2 separate regions of the Sus scrofa genome follow, and region 1 is linked to region 2. Evidence: chromatin contacts called from public targeted proximity ligation data. All regions are on one chromosome and are shown on one strand. The core of a region is the stretch at or near the end of the contact, and the rest is flanking DNA. Distances in the headings are between cores, read along the strand shown. Region 1 overlaps ETV6 (transcription factor ETV6). Region 2 overlaps ETV6 (transcription factor ETV6).

What was found.
Region 1: a targeted proximity ligation map of alveolar macrophages shows a contact between it and region 2. A contact is called at or near these places in 2 of 47 Hi-C or Micro-C datasets (epiblast stem cells and fetal skeletal muscle) and 1 of 2 datasets of targeted methods (alveolar macrophages).

Annotation. Positions count from the first base shown.
Region 1 is chr5:60,737,245-60,741,137 of Sscrofa11.1, forward strand. All of the region lies in intron 1 of ETV6 (transcription factor ETV6), which reads right to left. Among named protein-coding and RNA genes, the nearest start is that of ETV6, 38 kb to the right of the region's middle.
Region 2 is chr5:60,601,987-60,606,173 of Sscrofa11.1, forward strand. All of the region lies in intron 2 of ETV6 (transcription factor ETV6), which reads right to left. Among named protein-coding and RNA genes, the nearest start is that of ETV6, 170 kb to the right of the region's middle.

The sequences.
Region 1 (3,893 bases), core at 552-3,051, 130 kb after region 2:
CCTCATGTGCTTTCCTTTACCTACAAGGCTTGAAAGTGTCTTTTTTTTGGCCACGCCCACGGCATGCAAAAGTTCCTGGGCCAGAGATCAAACCCACGCCACAGCAACAGCCCAAGCCACTGTAGTGACAACACCAGATCCTTTTTTTTTTTTTTTTTTTTTTTTTGTCTTTTTGCCTTTCCTGAGGCCGCACCTGCGGCATATGGAGGTTCCCATGCTGGGGGTCTAATCAGAGCCATAGCCGCCGGCCTACACCACAGCCACAGCCACAGCCACGCCAGATCCGAGCCACATCTGCAACCTACACCACAGCTCAGGGCAACGCCGGATCCTTAACCCACTGAGCAAGGGCAGGGATTGAACCCGCAACCTCATGGTTCCTAGTCAGATTCGTTCATCACTGAGCCACGATGGGAACTCAGACAACACCAGATCCTTAACCAACTGTACCAGAAGAGAACTCCAAACGTGTCTTAAAGGCAGGAACCTAATAAATGATGGCTATTTAACAATAACACACCAATGCTCACGAAGCCCTACTTTGACTGTAACTGTGCCAAGTCCTTCACATGCATTAGCTCACTTAATCTGTTGATTTCTCGTACTCCGTGAACTTGACTAAATGAATGTCGAACTCCCAGGGATGTGTCTACCCAGTTTCTTATGTAGAAGAAAAAAATTGCCAAGCAAACTTAAATTTTAAGAAAACAGATACTGCAGAGCACCAAGAGTCACAGCAGGCTAAGCTGTTGTCATGCAACCTCCGTACCACTCCAAAGAGAACCCAGGCCCCTCCGGACAATCAAGGTGTGCAGAACGGTCTCCGAAGGGCATGTGAGTTCACAGAAGAGAGAATGGTGAATTCTTGACAGAGGTAAACAATAATTTCCTGCTTTGCTGTAACAGCTCCAGGCCCTGGAAGAGTGGCTGAGTAAATAAAGACAAACGGAATCTACCATAAACTCTCTAACCCACCTCCTGTACCCTACCTCCTGGAAAGGAACATGGAACCATCCCCGGGGAACATAAGGCCAACTGGTGTCTGGGAGATGAAGAAGATACATGAGGAGGAGTAATAATTCCATACACTGCAAAACTAGCCCCAGACTTTAATGTAGCTGACGGTTAAACCGAAAATACCAGAACCTTTCTCAGGAGTGAAGGTGATAGAATTTTCTAGGTTCAATCGAAGGTAACATTTTACGCTATTTTACCACACAATGGAATTTTACTTTGGGTTAAATTCAGTGATGAGTACTAACCTTGAAGCTTTCCTTGTGCAAAGAAACTATGTGAATCAACAAATGTCTCCTCTGTGGACTAAATGAAATGTCTACCAATGTTTAGTCTGACTGTGGTTGGCTGTGTTTGAAGAAAGGCTGGCAAACTCTTTGTATGTATATGTAAAGAATGCTTCTTTCAAACTCTTCTTTTAATAGCCGAGAAGAAAAACGCTAGAATCATCCTCTTTTGTTCAATCATATAAACATAATACCCCATTGTATCTTTATTACAGAAACGATTAAGACAAGAATGTACTCTAACTTGCTATGACATTTAAATCAAATTCGACAAAAACCATTTCTCTATGCATTCCTTCCCTCCTGGTAACTACATATATATTCCCATGCACATGAAAATACGTGTGTGTGTGTGTGTGTGTGTGTGTGTGTGTGTGTGTGTGTGTGTGTGTGTGTGTGTGTGTGTGTGTGTGTGTATTGTCGGTTTCTATACATGCATTTCCCACTTCCTGGTTTTTACCCAAAGAAGAAGGAGAAGTATTAAAAAGTCACAAGAAAAAAAAAAAGTTGTCACTTTTATTTTACCCAGAATCAGGAAGTGCCCAAAATCTCAAGAGGGAACCTGCCCTGCAGAAATTAGAGCTCTATTATTAGAGATAAGGATCCATGTCCTTAGGAGCTTCTATCTTTCAAAGGGTCTTTCAGTAGCCTGAATTTTCAGTTTCCTTTTTTTTCTTAGAATGTCCAGAGGCAATTAAGCATAACTGACAAACCAGCCAAAAATTATCACAAAGTTCATTACCAGTGTAGCCTGGATGGTTCTTTCTATTTGCCTTGCCGGGAAGTGAGGCACTGAAAAGTTACACATTACAGAAGATAGTGACTAAAGCCAGCATTCATGGTGAAAAAGTCCACGTGGTTGAATGACAGGCCACAGGCCCAACAGACTCCTAGTGCACTGACTGGCAAACCCTCTGCCTGAAAGCTGTTCCTAGCTTCTGTTCCCCATAGGTCTCAGTTCCCAGGACGCCTCCACCCCACTCCCCCTGAACCCCGCAATTGCCACCACCACCCACCTGGAGCAGTCCCCCTTCCGCCTGAGCCACTCTCTGTCCCATCCCCCACCCAGCACTTGCAGAAATATCTTGTTTTCATTTTACCCATTTCATGTCCATCTTCTCACACTAGAATCTTGACTCCCAGGTATTCAAACCTTCTAGGCCCTTTTTCTTTTTTCCTTTTTTTTCTTTTTAGGGCTTCATCCCCAGCATATGAAAGTCCCCAGGCTAGGGGTTGAATTGGAGCTGCAGCTGCCGGCCTACGCCCCAGCCACAGCAACGTCAGATCTGAGCCACGTCTATGACCTACACCACAGCTCAACATAATGCCAGATCCTTAACCCACTGAGCGAGGCCAGGGATCGAACCCACATTCTCATGGATAGTAACTGGCTGAGCTACAACGGCAACTTCCAGGCCTTATTTTTCTAGGCTGTATCCTCACTGTCTAAAATACTGGGTATCATATTTGAACTCTAGCTATCAATTAGATAACATGAAAGAATTGCCGTTAGCTTTGGCAGGTGTGATAATGACATTTTTTTAAGTCACTTAAAGATACATACTTCGGTATTTACAGATGGCAGTATGGGAGAATTTGTACTTCAAAATAATAGGGAGGGAAAGAGGTGAGAAGAGTCTGGTAGGAGATAAGTTGACGAGATTAGTCATGTATTGATCAGTGCTGAAACCTGGTGATGCGCAGATATAATTCATTATACTGGAGTTCCTGTTGTGGCTCAGCGGAAACAAACCTGACTAGGAACCATAAGGTTGCGGGTTCGATCCCTGGCCTCACTCAGTGGGTTAAGGATCCTGCGTTGCTGTGAGCTGTGGTGTAGGTCGCACATGTGGCTTGGCTCCCGTGTTGCTGTGGCTGTGGTGTAGGCCGGTAGCTATAGCTCTGATTTGACCTCTAGCCTGGCAATCTCCATATGCCATGGATACAGCCCTAAAAAAGAAAAAAAAAAACAAAACAAAACAAAACAAAAAAAACTCATTATACTGTCCTTTATACTTCAGAATATGTGTGACAATTTCTCTAATAAAAATCTTAAATGGAAAAATGAAACAGGTAGTCTTCCCTATATTTAACCGAATACTCATTTGACCTTGGGGTGGAGAAAGCCTGAGTAAAATAACAAAGGGGGAAAAAAAAAAACCACAAAGAATTTTTTGAAGCCAAATAAAATTAGATGCTCATTTAGTTTATCAAATTAGCAATGAGTCAAAGCATGAAACCACTTATGACGCACTGATTTATCTACCACTAAAGAAAAACAAATTTTATCATTTACAATTATTTTGTACTTACTGGAAGAACTTTAGATATATACATGATGGTTACATTCATCTTGGGCAAATATGAAAAAGAAAATAAATAAAATGAATTGGTCAGGCTAGTCCTAAAACATAGGGGCAACTCCCTTGAAGCACTCTGACTCAGCTGTCAATGTCTGTGACAAATGAGCATCCTTATCCTCTGTGCATGTGGCAATATGCATCCGTGGAATTAATTATCAATTAATTTGGCAACACAGTGTTTAGGAAGGTCAGGCTTTCTTTAGGCACATGTTTGCACAGCAATTAATGA
Region 2 (4,187 bases), core at 1,390-3,889:
GGTGACTAGTCACCTTAAAGGGTAACCTTATCCCATCAGGGGATTATGGGCATCAGGGAATCATGGATAAGGAATCAGAGGCCTTGTGCTTTGGTCTGGCTTTGTCACCAGCCTTGTTTGGATAGGATTTAGCTAAGGTGTCACTGTTTCCGCCTCTATAACACAGGAATGACTCTATCAGGTCCACCTTGCCAGGCTGCTGTGAGATCACCTGAGGCAATGGACTTGAAGGTTCTTGGACATTACAATATGGCAGCATGCAATGATAAGCAGATACCTTGTCTGTGGTAGGCTTTGACTTCTCTAACCAAGTATGTGGACTGATGGACCACCGGAGAGTGGGGTACCTCCTTTTCTGTTATTTTAGGTCCTCTGTTTCCTTCCTCCTGAGCTTTTTGGGGGCACTAGCTCTTGGCTCTCTGAGCTGAACCTGCAGAAGCAGCACTGAGGTTCCTGCCCCTGGACCAGGGCTAACCTGGAGGCAGCTGACATCCCACTGGATGGAAGGCAGAGGCAGCGGTGGGGTGCTCTGGGGTGCCTACCAGTCGTTTTTAACCCCTTTCCTAGATGCTTGTGGACTTCTAATTTTTTAAAGTCTCCTCATTGTCTATTGCACCTGTCTTACTATATAAGGTTTCCCTGAAGGAAAATGATACAAACCACATCTCACAACAAAGCCTGAGACAGAGGTACAGAGCCCAAGGGGGGCCATGGATCTGAGCCACTGCCACGTGGAGGCTAAACTACTGTCAGTCTCTGAAGGACAGTGTCAAACCCTGGCAGACTCAGAACACCTAGGAGAGCAGGGCTAAGATTTCAAAGAGTAACGGTGGGGAGTATCTTGGGTGATGTGTCCACCTGGGGTGAGCACAGTTATGGTATTTCATACCTGCCCGAAGAAGAAATTTTGTTTCCCGGTCGGATTTGAGATGTAATCATCTGTAGTTTGGACCCAAAATATTAGAATCCTTAAAAAAAAAAAAAAGAAACAAAAAAAACAAAAACAGAGTTTGGTTTACAATGCCTGGAAAAGAGAAAGTATTTTAAATAGGCACCACTCGGGGAAGTTACAGTGGACATACACTTGGACTCCCTTCAGAAAGATTTGAATACAATAAAATAGACACGACAAACTCTCCTGAATACAATTTAATCTTCCTTTGATTCCTGAGTGGGTAAAATTCAGATCTTAAGTTCAGGGTCACTATCATAAACATCAGCTGTCATTGCACTGGTGAAATATGCAATGTGCCAGTTAATAATAGCTTTACAAATTCACAGAAGATCAGATAATAGAGGTTTTACTGTAACAGGGTTCATGATGGTTAAAAGAATCAATGCATTTTCCAAAAGAGCCTAAATCATTTCTAGGAAGTAACTCATGCTCTGCGAGAATAGGGCAGGATTTACAAGGAAGTGCTTGGTACTCCCTGGAAGGAAAAGTGCTATATAATTGTAAGCTGTTCTTTATTCTGTGCCTGAGGTCCTATCCACTACCCATACAGGCTCTCCTTAAATGGAGTGGAAGATTTCTCCAGCCTTTCCTAGATCCAAGGAACAGAATGCAGCTCAGGATAGGCATATCACGAGAAGAAATCTATTCAAGGTCACGTGTGGAAGGACCCTTTGCTTAAAGGAATTTGGGCTGGAAAAGAGTTCTCGGCTCTGGCTTGAAGAAAAAGAGAGGAGGCAGTGCAGGAGAGAGGGAGGGAGGGAGAGTCACCCCACATGCTACTCGGCCACCAAGGACAGAGTTTCTGCGCGGTTTCATTAGAACATGAAACCTATTCTGTCGACTATGAGTCCACTGTGAGCTGAAAAGGAGTTAGTTCACTTCCTTAGCATCTGGGGTCCCATCATTCTGAGTCATGGCCACATTAACTCTGCTACTGAAAAAGCAAGAGCTTGGCAGCACAGCCAAGCCCACGGTCACGGTGCCCATCCCATCACGCAGGCAAGCAGGTTTCCCCCAAGTGCAGTTCAGTAAGATGGGGTGCCCTGGGGGATGGGCTGCGGAGGGGAAGGGTGAGGGGAGGGGGCTTTCTGTTCAAAGCTGGCTACTTTCTCTGTAGAATTCAATTCTCCCCAACTGGGGAGGATGGAAATCTCTGATTTCCTGTATCTCTTCTAAAACAATGAGGCTCTCCCACCCCCATCCTGGGAGGGCAGCTTAGCTGTGGCTCAGGGCTCTGGCTGAAGGGAACTGGCCTGGCTGAGCAGCCACTCAGCAAAGGGAGGACATTCATACAGGGCTTCCTGGGGCCTCATGGATGTCAGGGCGCCCTGCCGCTCAATCATGTAGCAGGAAATCACTAAGCTATGAGGATAAAGACCAGTCGGGGTCCCTGTGCAGCTTTAGGGCAGGTTTCTATTTCCCCTTGTGGTGGAGAAGCGGCTTCCAAACTGCATTCAAACAATACAGTCTCCAGCAAGGAAGAAATGAAACCCTTTAAATCTTCAGCCCTTGGAGCAGTACGCTCCCCTGCTGCTCTCAGCCTTTTGTTACAGTCTCAGGAATGTGTACTTAATAGAGAAAGCGTGGTTTTGTGGCTGCTCTGAAAGAATACCAAGGTGGGTAGGACAGACCTGCCTCTCACAAGAAACCCTCCCACTGGCTGACGGTGGCCCATGCTGGGGCCATGAGGAAAGCCACCAGGGACAGTGCACCCCCAGTCCTCTCCCCAAAGTGCTGGACTGAGAGGCAGGAAATAATCCCAAACAAGCCTTAAATGCATTTGAGGGAAGGTGTGTTGGTGAGAGGAGTGGCTCTAAGGAGGTCTGCCATACCGCTGGCAGTGACTAATGCGGGGGGGGGGGGTACCCGAGAATGTAACCTCCCTCAAGGGGCCTGTGCACAAAAAAGGCAGTCTGCTTCCTGTGATTTAGCCTAACAGCACCCAGCCCAAATATTGCAAGGACTAGTGGTGGAAGGGACCTGAGAGCTTATGCTCCCCAGCCTTCTGGTAAGAAGGCAAGATTCCCATGAGGAGTGTGAAGACATTTCCCAAAAGGGGGAAATGGCTAATAAAAATGGATAAGGGAAGGATAAAAAGTATTCTGAGCAAGCAGAGAAAGGTTCCTGATGAACAAATACCTCATTCCACATAAAACATTTTAGAGTGTTACATAAACTTTCGGTAAAGCCAAGGCTTAGAATTCGTCAGCATTAGGACACTGCTACTGCCACGTGCGTGCATCTGATTTCAAAGGGATGCTTTCAGACAGGGGGAGCCTTATGCACAATTCTGAAGCAGGCAAATTCCACCTTGGCTCCCCAGTTCTTTGCCCTTTTCCCTTCAATGACAGGATATGGTGGAATGAGAAGCAGTGCAGGCTTTGGGTCAGGCAGCTCTGGTTTTAAGTCCCAGCCCTGGCCCAGACTAGCTAGCATATGACCCCAGCAGGACACTTCATTTCCTGTCTTCATTTCCTAATCTGTAAAAAGTGGATCTCAACTCACACGGATTGCTGTGAAAATTACATGTGTGAAAGTGCTGGGTCCCCAGCAGGACTCAGAAAAGTTGCCTTTCTTTTCTTCTTTCTTCCCTTCTCTCCCTCTCCCCGAAACTTGTGTCGTGATCTACACATCCCTGTTTCCTCTCACCCCTCATCCCCCCATCCATTAAAATACGCTTCCAGGAAGAGATCTAAAAATGATTAATGTTCGAGTGAAATGACCACCCAGAGCTTAATGAGCCATCTCCCTGGTCTCTGGGCTTTTTAAAACAAAAATCCATGTTCAAGGGTAGAAATCCAGGCACTGAAGGAAGGACCAAGAGGTTTTCCAAAGGCAGAAAGTCTTTTCTGGAAACTGTGAAAAATGGACAGAAAAGCAGATGACCCCAGTGGCAGGGTCACCAGAAAATGTTCCAAAAGACACTACTTCTTGGAATGATTACCAGGCTTTGCGAAATTGTCTTTCCCTTTCCTATTGACTGCCAAGGGCTATATTTATGGAAACAGAGGATTTCTCATTTTTAGTTAGATTCTAAATGAGTCCCATAATCTAGATACCAGAAGAGCATGAGGTAAAAGCAGAAAGACTAGTTGAGGTTGAGATCCTGTTATAAACAATACCTGGGAGATAAGAGCTGGAGAACAAAAAAACACAGAGGACCAATTATTTGCTGTATCACTGCTATGGTGGTGGCATGAGGCTTTGTTTTAATAAATGTCATGCATCTAAG